2 separate regions of the Sus scrofa genome follow, and region 1 is linked to region 2. Evidence: chromatin contacts called from public targeted proximity ligation data. All regions are on one chromosome and are shown on one strand. The core of a region is the stretch at or near the end of the contact, and the rest is flanking DNA. Distances in the headings are between cores, read along the strand shown. Region 1 overlaps CRIM1 (cysteine-rich motor neuron 1 protein). Region 2 overlaps VIT (vitrin).

Evidence for each region.
Region 1: a contact with region 2 is called in a targeted proximity ligation map of skeletal muscle, with 6 times the contacts expected there. A contact is called at or near these places in 1 of 47 Hi-C or Micro-C datasets (embryonic fibroblasts) and 1 of 2 datasets of targeted methods (skeletal muscle).

Annotation. Positions count from the first base shown.
Region 1 is chr3:103,757,011-103,763,141 of Sscrofa11.1, reverse strand. The region is part of intron 2 of CRIM1 (cysteine-rich motor neuron 1 protein); the gene reads left to right. Among named protein-coding and RNA genes, the nearest start is that of CRIM1, 55 kb to the left of the region's middle.
Region 2 is chr3:103,409,082-103,414,722 of Sscrofa11.1, reverse strand. It overlaps VIT (vitrin), which reads left to right. Exons shown (of 13, transcript XM_021087635.1): 7 at 531-578; 8 at 2,047-2,109. Among named protein-coding and RNA genes, the nearest start is that of VIT, 81 kb to the left of the region's middle.

The DNA of each region.
Region 1 (6,131 bases), core at 1,487-3,986, 350 kb before region 2:
ATGTCTGTTGATGGATGTTTAGGCTTCTTCCATGTCTTGTCTGTTGTAAATAGTGCTGCAGTGAACACAGGGGTACATGTATCTTTTCAAATTACAGTTTTCTCCAGGTATATACCAAGGAGTAGGGTTGCTGGATCATACAGTAACTCTATCTTTGGTTTTTTAAGGAATCTTCATACTGTTTTTCCATAGTGGCTGCCCCGATTTCATTGGACCTAGAAATTCTAATACTTAAAAAAAAAAAAAAAAAAAAGAAAGTCAGATCCTCTGTATAAATTGCCAGACTTCAAATATTAATATATAGTGATGGTTTCATTTTATAATTAAATGAATTATAACTATTTTGCAAGTAAATATGAAAAGAAATTAAAACCCCACTGAGGCATGTTATAGTGCATGTATAGGATCACATGGTGAGAAACAAATACCAAAACTTAGGTGCTGAGGAAATTGTTTTCAGTAGAGATGATCCTTTATATAACTTAACCATTTGATCTTCGCTAAACTTTAGAACTATATCTAAGACCTTATGTCTGTGGGTTTTTTTTACAGTTATGTTGATCTGCATGATATCAAATATCATTCCTGCCAAATCTTTCAGAGTAGAGTATTGACTATAGTAAAAATGACCCAGTATAATAATAAGGTCACAGACTCAGACATACTGAGAGTCAAATTCTATGTTCTCCTGAAATACAACAGTGTACTGTAAGATTATGAGTAGCAGCATTAAGTTTATAAGGTCCTTAACAACTTATCATAACTGTAACTTTTCTGTGGGAAGGAGGATAGAAATGGGGGTATTTATTATACATTTTATGAAGTTTATGAAGTTTAGAGAAGAAACATCTTTGAGAGGCACTTGGCCTTTTAAAACTGCTCTTCTATAACCCATGATAATAAAATACATGTACTGAACTACCAAAACAAAAAAACACCAAAAGAGAGAACCTCTTAAACTTTGGTTCTCAACTTATTCTGAAGCCATAGGGACTGTACTTTCTCTGTGTCCAGACCTTCCTGTGCACTAATTCACAATTTTTAAATGTACTTCATTAAAATTACTCATTACAGATCCTATTTCTCTTAGGCTAGGTACATCTGAAATCAGTATTATGCTTGTGAATATATTGTTTTAGCTCATCTACATTGTTTTAAAAAAATAAAATGCCTTTTCTAGGGCTACTCCCTCGGCATATGGAGGTTCCCAGGCTAGGGGTTGAATCGGAGCTGTAGCCACCAGCCTATGCCAGAGCCACAGCAACGCGGGATCCGAGCCGGGTCTGCGACCTACACCACAGCTCACGGGCAACACTGAATCCTTAACCCACTGAGCAAGCGCAGGGACCGAACCCGCAACCTCATGGTTCCTAGTCGGATTCGTTAACCACTGCGCCACAACGGACACTCCTAAAAATATATTTTTGAGGAATTTGGTAATACTGCTTACCGCATTTGGAGATAACGACTATTCCCTTGACCAAATTTAAAAAAAAAAGCACTTTTAACCTTACCTTCCAGGTGGATAAGGGACCTCATTACCATCAAGGTCTCAGCTTTTGATTTTTCCTTTAGCTGCCCAAGTGCCATTAAGTACATTTGTTTAATTAAGGCAGTAAGGCTTTTATGCAACTTTAAATGCTTTGCTATTGCCCTCTCTGTAACAACCATCACAAAATGATAATGTGATATATCACTCCTTTTTGATGCACATACATATAATGATTTTGAAATTTAAATAGACTTTTACTTTAAATTCCAACAATTTCTTGGGGAAAGGAAGAGTAGACAAAATTATTTATTTTCATAGTGGTAGACTTTTTATTTAGGTTGACAGCTAAATATTTTAGAATTTTGGGTACAATTGTTGTTTTGATGTCTTGATAACTAGTTTAAGGGGGAAAAAATGACTACGAAGAGGCGGAAACCAGTTTTGAATATCTGGGAAGTCAAAACAGGAAACTCAGGGAACTTGGCCTAAGACCAGTTGGAGAGGACAGTTGGTTGAATAATTATACCTGCATTTTAACCGTTGGAAGTCATACAGTGACCTTCTGGTTGTGGTTTCTTGTGCCCAGCAGAAAAAAAGAAAAGCCATGATTAAATATTTTGTATCCTTGTGCTAAGAAGGGAGTGTGTGTGTGTGTGTGTGTGTGTGTGTGTGTGTGTGTGTGTATAGAGGGGCATTTCATTCAGCCACATCGGGGCTACACTGAATGGTATAGAAATGTTTTTCAGTCTGAGCCTTAGCAGGATGCTTGCTGCACAGTCACAGGTAAATTAGTCCTAGTGCTTTGTACCATGTATTAATGTCCTTCCCCTTTGTTCTAGCTTTTCATCTGTACTTTCAACCTGTCTCTTCTGTACCAAGCCATCTGTCTGTCCTCTTCCTATGCTTTTTCCTAGGTTAGTGACAGGAGTACCAGAAGTTGTAGGTGAACAGTTTTTGCTGCAAGTGTATGCTTGTTTTGAAATTAAATACCATGTGCTTGGTGATCCTGTTTTTAAAAAGACACACTCAATATTAAAAGGACAAAAAATAACCTGACACCATCAGCCAGAGAAGGTATTCTTTGGAGGCCGGTCTGAAAACTGTATTTCCACCAACCAGGGATGCTTAAACGTGGGTCCAACACTGGCCTTGAGCAGGTTAACATTTTAGCTTCTGGGTAGCACTGAGCAACCCCTTGTAGATTTGTGGTTTCCGACTTGGCTGTAGGTGACCTCTCAGTTATTTCCAGGCTTGGCGTGTGCTCTATCGCACAGAGCTGCTGAGTTGCTGCTTTGCCCAGCTGTGTCCGTCTAAACGCTGGCCCCCACAACGGCTTTTCCTGACACCGGCAAAAGGCCTGGAATCCCGCCCCACGAGGCCATCTGAGCTGCCGCCTCTGTGGGAGCGGGTGGGGACCACTCCCCAGAGCAGGGACCTCCCTCTGCGAGGAGTTGGAGCTGCCCCTTCTGTGTCCTCCCGCCCCAAGCCAGCTGCCTCCCTCAGCCACGCCAAGGGTGTGGACCGTCAGGAGTTGTCATCCCCAAGCTCAAGCCATTACAACCTCATTAATTGGTGTAATCAGTATTCCCCAACCGTAATCTGGGGTTTTGGACACAACTCAGGCAGGCTTGGCGGTTTTGTATTTGTTCTGCTTATGGGGAGGGGAAAAGTCTGTGAAAAGGGAAGTTCAAGAAGCAGTTTGGGAGCATAATCACTTTAACAGGAATTTACATTCCATCAGAAAGGGATCATTTCAAATGCTCTTATAATTTTATCAATATGGTTAAGGATTCTCTGGTAGATAGTGTGTTCTTTCCATTTTCCAGCCTTGCTAGTATTTACCTAGTACCTTGATGAAGAGATCCTTCAGGAAAAACAATAACAGCAAAACCCTTTTTGAATAAAGAAGATTTTAGTTTTTTAAAGAGCAAGGAAATCTTTATTAGTGGAAAGAGACACCCATGAATGTATACAAGCGCACAGAAAGATACCCCTCTAGGAAAGCTCCAGTTTCTTGCACTTGTTGCTGAAGGTTAGCAGAGCTGCTGCGTAGGGGAACATGGTGAAGATGGCAAGTGTCTTTTTTCCCAGGGCCACCTCATCCTGTCCTGTGAGGTTTTTCCTCCCTCAAAAGCCCAGCATCCTCTTTCTCTTTACCAGCACCAGTAATCTAGGCAAAATCTTACATACTTAACCTCATAACACTCTAGAGTATTTCCTCATCCAGCAGCCACATGTTAATCCTTTCCAACGGTGACATTCCTATTAAAGGGGTTCAGCCCAGAAGGGGGCAACCTCTTTAGGATGGAACAAGGATCCCTGAAGTTAATCCCGCTCCTTCCTATGTCCTGCACACCTGGGGCCACCCCCACTGTTGAGTTGACACAGAAGGGGCATCACCTCCAGTGGGAGAGATGAGACGGCCACACGGGCAGCTGTGATAAGGGCAGAGTAGCCATTCCCAGCCTGAGTACTGTTGTGCATGGTGACATTCTAGAAGACACTGATAAAGAACAAATAAACCAAAGCTCATTTTAATCCGTTTACAGAGCTGTTTTGTGATGAATAGACAAGCTATGTTTACTTCTAGAGCTGGTGGTAATCTTTGTGAAATGTGTAACTTTCTCAAGAAAGGTATTTAAAAGCACTACATTTCAAAATTGGGGTTTTTTTTTTTTCTTTTTAACATAGAAATGCTCTAGTAAGGGTAAAACTTGACTCATTCTCTAGTTCGTAGTGGTCACTAAGATATTGTTCTGAGCATTGGAATATATTTTGAAACCTAGGCCTTTCTTCTAATGGTGCATAGTTTCTAAGATAGTGGATCCACATTGGTTATTGGAATATGTAAAGCTGGAGATATACCCTGTCAATAGGGTGCCTGCCTGCTTTTGATTTGCAGTCCCTGTTGCTAAGTGTTCTTTGCATCAGAAAGAAGTAACAGCTGTAAGTAGTGCCTGGAAAGGTGGAAGGGGGAAGGCGTTAATATGCGATGGATTAATATTTGTCTGAGTTTTTAAGAGCCTGGAATGTTCCTTTAAATTGTGGATGTGTTTTTCTTTTCTGGCTGACAACTTCCCGGTTTTCCTACACTTCATTATTCTTTTCTCTGTCGCTGGGATTTTTTTTTTTTTTTTTTTTTTAATTTCCCGAAAAGCAAGTAAAGTGCTCTCTCCTTATCAGTAGCTTTTCTTTTCCTGTTGTAATAACAAAAGAACAATACAAGAATTTAATAATGTTTAAAAATTGATACTCCTTTTTCTGAATATTCCATGTATTTGTAGATAAAATCAAAGTTTTATAGACCTAAAGAAAAGCTATGTGTCAGTAAACGAGCTCATATTTTATCGTGTACTTCTTAATTTTTTTTTTTCCTTTTACTTGGCTTGGAAAATGAAATAAGGGCTTTTGCTTCCTCCTCAAAATCTGTTCCTTTGGTCTGTTGTTAAGAGTCAAAAGTCCTGAAAACTAGAAAGCTAGGTAAGACCACTTGTCCCCTCAATAGAAGGACATTTCAAAGGTGGCTCGAATACATTCCAATCTTGCTTGTATAGCATATAAAAGATTGTTGTTTACTGTCCCTGATGCTTTGGCAAAAATAAAGTCCAATCTGTTTCACATAGCTTTTATAAATATCAGGGGTGTGTTTTTGCAACAGTGGGCATGAAAGGACCCTTGTTTCAGTGTTTTGATGCAGTTTGAGTCCATAGCAGAGGTGCATTTAAAGTGGCTTCCCCAAGTATCCTTGAAACCAGCTTGAGCAAGAGCACTGGTGACCTGTCCCACGGTTGTCCTGCTGTGGCCTCAGAACTCCTGGCTTGCTTACCTTCTAAGGAATGAAACAAAAATCTCATAATCTCAGTTGTGTCTGACTCAGATCTGGGCAATTAGTGAGGTTTTGAAACTTTCTGAATATTTTGCCTATAATGTTTAAAGTGATATTTGTCTCTATGGTGGTAAAAGGAAAATATCCCATGTGTATGTTCCTGGCACCCTTTGGCATTCAGATTGCTAATCACAGTGGAACCTTCTGAATGTTTTCTGATTGAGAGTCAACTTGTTTCTGTTCCCTCAGGAATTTTTCAGACAAATAGACTGTGGTGTCACACCTCATTGCGACCTGAAACTCCCAAAAATGTTACCTATGTGTTCTTTCATGCCTCCTGTCCTGACTTTGTGTTGCCTAAATTCAAGCCTTATTATTGTGTTCTCTTTGAAGGAGTTCTGGGTATATCAGTAACGAAGCAAACATCTTTCATCCAGAGCGTGTATCCCATGTGGACTCTGTAATAAAGTGTGCTCATGTGCATAGGAAACATGGTTTTTTTCTTAAAAAAGTATAGAGTCACACATTCATTTGTGTATTTTTCTGTGCAAGAAAATGTGATCAATACACATGTCCCATGTGTATGCACACATGTGTAGCTAGATGTATGTAAGCACACGTACAGACATGGTGACATAATGGTTAATACATGCAAGTAAATGCAATCAGAGGATTGTATTTTTACCTTACCTGATGTCTACATTTACCTATATGTTATTAAATATGACTATGCTGAAAAGGGTATTATATTCTCTCATTAAGACTTTTCTGAAAATTTTGCTCATCTTTGATGGTAGAAATTCATCATAGAAG
Region 2 (5,641 bases), core at 288-2,787:
TGGATGGAAGGAAGGAAGAAGGAAGGGAAGCAGGGAGGAAGGAAGGTTGGATGGATAAAGATTCAGATCAATACAGTGAAAAGTTTTCTCACAGTCTAAACAGTCCAAGAATAAATGCACTGTTTTTGTTGGGAATGTAGGAGGTGTAGTGAGTCCCTTGGCTCTGGAGGTATTCAAGTACTAGCCAGCCACTCACTTGTAGGACTCTTATAGAAACAAGCTAGGCTGTTGGTTCAGATTGCATGAGGTTTCAATTCCCCTTAAATATTAGGATTCCCATTATCCCATCATTCTCAGGGCATAATGAAGGGAAGAAAAAAGTTAAAGATGTTTTGTCTTCAGTTTTAAGAAATTTGAATGAGAAAATCCCAAAGATTTCAGGTTGTTTCATCCCAAAGTCTGGTCTCATGCTCCTTTACTGAACTGTCAGCCACAATTAGAACACCCTTATCATCCTAGCAGTTCACATGAGAGCTTCTGCTGGTTTCATCGAAGTAACGAGTTTATTTCTTTTTAATTTTGAAAATCAGGGGAGGAACCTGACTTATGGAAACCTGGATCAGTCCTTCTAGATGCAGGTAATTATGCAGCCCAACTTCCTGGCCGTGGCTAGATCAAGATTCACAGGATTTCAGCTAGTGGCATAGAGCCCAAGCTCGGCTAGAGAAGCCTTTCCAACAGGGTCACCTGGGACGTTAGGGTCTGGTGACCACGCGAAGGGCCCACTGAAACGCCCGCGGTGAGGCCTGAGGTAAGGGACAATGATGGCTCACAAAGGAGGAAGGAAGTGTGAAGATAGAAAGGTGGAAGGGAGTGAGTTCCAGGTCCTCAAAGTGGGTTAGACCCTCACTCCATCTGGAGCACACTTGACTTCCTTCTCTTTCTTCTTCCTTCTTTGCAAATAGGACTCAGGTTTTCCCTTCATGGAAACCAGTGTTCCCTGTTTGCTGCATTGAGTGTTTTTTAAACTCCAACAGCAAGTGCGGCCTTCCAACTCTTGGTCCGAGGGCAGATTTTGCTGGTGGGTGGGTGGGGGGAGGTAGAGGAGAGGCCTTGCGCATGTACTTCTTCCCCTCCCGGGGTTCCTGGCTGAGAAATGCCATGAGCGAATCTTTTAAATGATGTGAGGAAGTGGGAGGAGCAAAGTGACCTTTAATGGGAAGATGAAATCATGTGCTTTGCAAATCGGAAAAACTAACAAGCTAGGAAAAAGCCCATGGACCGCAGCCAGAAAGGACCAGAGCCCCCAGCACCTTCCTCCACTGGGGGAGACTCTCGGGGCGCTGCCCAGCATCCCGGAAACGGGGTGGGGCGGGGACTCACTTGCAGTGCTGCAAGTTTCACTCATTGGCTTTACCTAGAAAGACTCCTATTGTCTTTGCTTCCTATGTGATTTATCTGTGTACTTGGCTCCCAGGTAAACAGTTCTAAAGAAAACCCCTGAGGCTGAAATTCAACTCACACACACACAGCCTCTTGAAAGCCTTTGGCATCTGTACTCTGCTCTCAGACCACTAGAGGCCAAGGGCTGGATTTTAGACCCTCTGGTGTGTGACGTGCTTGTATCTCATCTCATCCCCTCCAGTCTACTCCCAGCCCCCATCAGACGGTCCCCACTCTCACTCATCTTGATCCATCAACTCAGTCACTGAATGTTGACTGAGGACTCCCATGTGGGGACAAGAAACGTTTATGTGATGAGACACATGCCCTGCCCTGAGATTCTCAGAATTTTACAGAGGGATAATTTACACTTGCAAAGTGCTTAATGCTCTCAGATAAGGAAACTAGGCTCAGATAAAACAAGTGAATGGGCATGAGGGGACAGATCTCAAGCCTGACTTCACAGGACTGTAAGCACCCGCTGTCTGCAAATATTCATTCATTTTTATCTCTTAAGCGGGGGCGGAGTGGAGAGGAGCACAGCGAGCAGGAAGCCAAGCCCCCTAAGCTGAGTGTGAATATTCATTTTTGTCCCCATCCCTGGGGTGAGGCCAGATGCTTCCTGTTCTTGTAAGTCACCAAAAGTTTTACTGCTCTTTCCAGGATTTGTTCCAAAAGAAGAATTAAGCACACAGTCTTTGGAGCCAGTATCCCAGGGAGATCCAAGTAAGTTAACTGACAAGAGAAATCCAGAGTGATGGCTTTGACATCTGATCTGCTCTCTCTCCCTCTACCCACTCACGCCCACCCGACCCCATCTCTCTCCTACCCTGGATCTATTTATCTCCTCTCTTCTGTCACTTTGTTCTAAGGGGGAAAGGGAAGCTTTTGAAGGATTTAAACTCTCCATGTGCAAGAGGGGGAGAGGATCAGATGGTTAAAACGTCACTATGGCAACAGGGTAGGGTGGAGTTGGGGAAAAGAGAAGCAGGGAAAGGAGGAGACTGGCTGGACAGCAAGAACGGTGGACAGTGGACATGATGGTAGACAGAGCTCAGAGTAGGAAGCATAAATGGGGAGAGAAAAGCACATTCAAGGGCTAGAAAGGAAGAATCTAGAGGGGTAGAGGTGGAGGTGCAGGAGAGGGAGCAGTTTGGAGTTCCCATCATGGTGCCGCAGAAATGAATCCAACTAGGAACCATGAGGTTGCGGGTTCAATCTCTGGCCTCGCTCAGTGGGTTAAGGATCTGGCATTGCCGTGAGCTGTGGTGTAGGTCACAGACACGGCTTGGATCCCACGTTGCTTGCTGTGGTGTAGGTCAGCAGCTACAGCCCCGATTCGACCCCTACCTGGAAACCTCCATGTGCCATCGGTGTGGCCCTAAAAAAAAAAAAAGAGAGAGAGAGAGAGAGGAAGCAGTTTGAGATGGTTTGAACAACTAGGGTAAATGCTGCTGGATGAAGACCCCTGGAAAGAGCAGCTTGGAGCCGAGAGAGTGGGGAAGACGTCCGGTCTAGCAGAGAGTTGACTGCCCAGGTCTGACATTCAGAAGGAACAGCCAAGCCAGAAATTTAGAATTGGAAGGTGATGAGCTGAAGTTCAGAACCAAGGCTATGAAAACAGGAAATGTGACCTAAGGAGACAGGCTAGAGTAGGAAGAAACAGAGGACTTAATGCCTGAAGAACTTTGAGACTAACTGGGTGGAAGAGAGGCCACCCGAAGATAGCAGAAAGAAGGGACCAGAGAAAAGAGGAAAACCAGGAGGGAGCTGTGTGTTTTGAGCCAACGAGAGCATCTGCAAATTCCCCCAGAAAGTTGTGACAAGTGACCAACAAGCTGAGTCTCAATTTACGTGTGAGAATCACCTGAAGACATTTTTTTCCTTTTTAGGGCCGTACCCATAGCATATGTAAGTTCCCAAGCTAGGGGTCAAATCGGAGCTGTAGCTGAGGCCTACAGGGCAGCCATGGCAACGTCAGACCCGAGCCGCATCTGCAACTTATGCCATAGCTGGCGGCAAGGCTGAATCCTAACCCACTGAGCAAGGCCGGGGATCGAACCCTCATCCTCACAGACACTATGCCAGGTTCTTAAGCCACTGAGCCACAGTGGGAAGTCCAACTGCAGACATTTTTTAAAATGAAACTTGCCAATCCCTGCCTCATAACTACTGACTCAGACCCTCCCCCCATCTTGCCACACGAAGTGTGGTCTGAGGACCAGCAGCAGTGGCATCACCTGGGAGCTTGTTAGAAAGGCAGCCTGTCAGGCTCCACCCCAGACCTACTCAATTAGGTGATTCCTCTGCCTACTAACCCTCGAGAAGCACCACCTGGAATGATTCCCTGGCATCTTTATTTGTTGAAGCTTCATAAGCAATCCTGATACTTATCCAGGGTTAAGAAACACTGGCCTAATATATTGGCCAACACAAGGCATTAATCAATAAATTGTACCACGTTGAAGAAAACTAAAGCAATTAATAAAATTGGGGAGTTCCCATTATGGCGCAGTGGTTAACGAATCCAACTAGGAACCATGAAGTTGAGGGTTCGGGTCCCTGGCTTTGCTCAGTGGGTTGAGGATCCGGCATTGCCGTGAGCTGCGGAGTAAGTCGCAGACGTGGCTCGGATCCCGCGTTGCTGTGGCTCTGGCATAGGCCGGTGGCTACAGCTCTGATTGACCCCTGGCCTGGGAACCTCCACATGCCGCAGAAGTGGCCCTAGAAAAGGCAAAAAGACAAAAATAAATAAATAAATAATAAAATAAAATAAATAAAATTGGTAGATTGATTCCTATAGATACTCTGTCTTTTCTTTCTCCTCCTCCAGCCTCAGTGACCATAACAAATTGCTCACTCTGAACATGTCCTAAGCCAGTTCTGTCCTTTTGTATTGATGCTGTCATCGTCACATCAGCATGTTTTCATCTCAATGTGAGAAAGCCACTGGAGTCTCAGTGAGCTCATACCCTGAGCCAGAGCCACTGTCATTAAAACCTTATTGGGAAGAAGGAGCAAAGACGGCCCAAACATCAGCCATCAAGCTAATGAGTGAAGAGAAGGAAGCAAATAAAGAGACACCTCACCATCTTAAAACCTATGAAATGACCAGTCAATCCTGAACACATTTTAAGATACAAGAATAAAAAGAAAAAATGGTCTAGGAAGAACCAAAATAGATGCTACAAAATCCATGTTAAAATTAATTTAAAAAGAAAATTCTCTAAGGCCCTCACTCTAATTAACAGTTATTCCCCCCCCCCCAAAAAAAGTTTTCACATTAAAAGGCATAGTCAATGCATCTGCTGACATCTGGAAGGGAAACCACTCTTCAAGAATGCTTCCTAAACCGTCATGTGAGTACAAATCCCCTGGGAGTCTTGCTAAACCGCAGCTCTGATTTCAGTAGGTCAGGTGGAGCCTGGGAATCGTCATTTCCAGCAAACTGTAAGTGCCAGTAGTCTGCAAGCGCTGAAGAGCACCACTGCCACCTGCTGGCAGAAACTCACATCGCAAGCCTAGATATAGGAAAGACTGGTTTGCCCTGTTAAGGGAACATGCCGAGCCATAGAGCAGTTCTTTGGCTTTTTTTCTTTTTTCTTTTTTTTCTTGCCTTCTTAGGGCTGTACTTGCAGCATATGGCAGTTCCCAGACTAGGGGTCAATTCGGAGCTGTAGCTGCCAGCCTACCCCACAGCCACAGCAACTCAGGATCCAACCCACATCTGCTCACGGCAATGCTGGATCCCTAACCCCTGATGAGTCCAGGGATCGAACTAGCATCCTCATGGATGCTAGTCAGATTCATTTCTGCTGAGCCATGACACGAACTCCAGTTCTTTCACTTTATCCTGGGCTAGTGTCATCTTTAAACTCCACTTTTGATTTTTTTGCTTTTTCCAATCTTCATCTCAAAGATCATGCTTGGGCATAGGCAGTTTGGGGGCAGCAAACGACAGGGGAAGCCAGCAGAAAAGGAAGAGGTGACAGGCCCTGAAGCTCCAGGCAGACAAGGAATGACTAAAAGCTTGCGAGGTAGTGAGCCAAGACATGGATTCCAGATAGAGCAGCGTCATCCAGGCCCAGAGAGGTCTCTGCCATCGCCTACTTCTCTGGTTTGGATTGCGATGTGTCACAAGAGAATAAAGCACCTTCTCAGATAGAACTTTTCCCCTTAATCTGCCAGTTCTGAGAATCACCCTTTGCTAGGTGTTTTTCATCAGTTCTGCTTAAAACTGTGTCAACTCATGTCTACT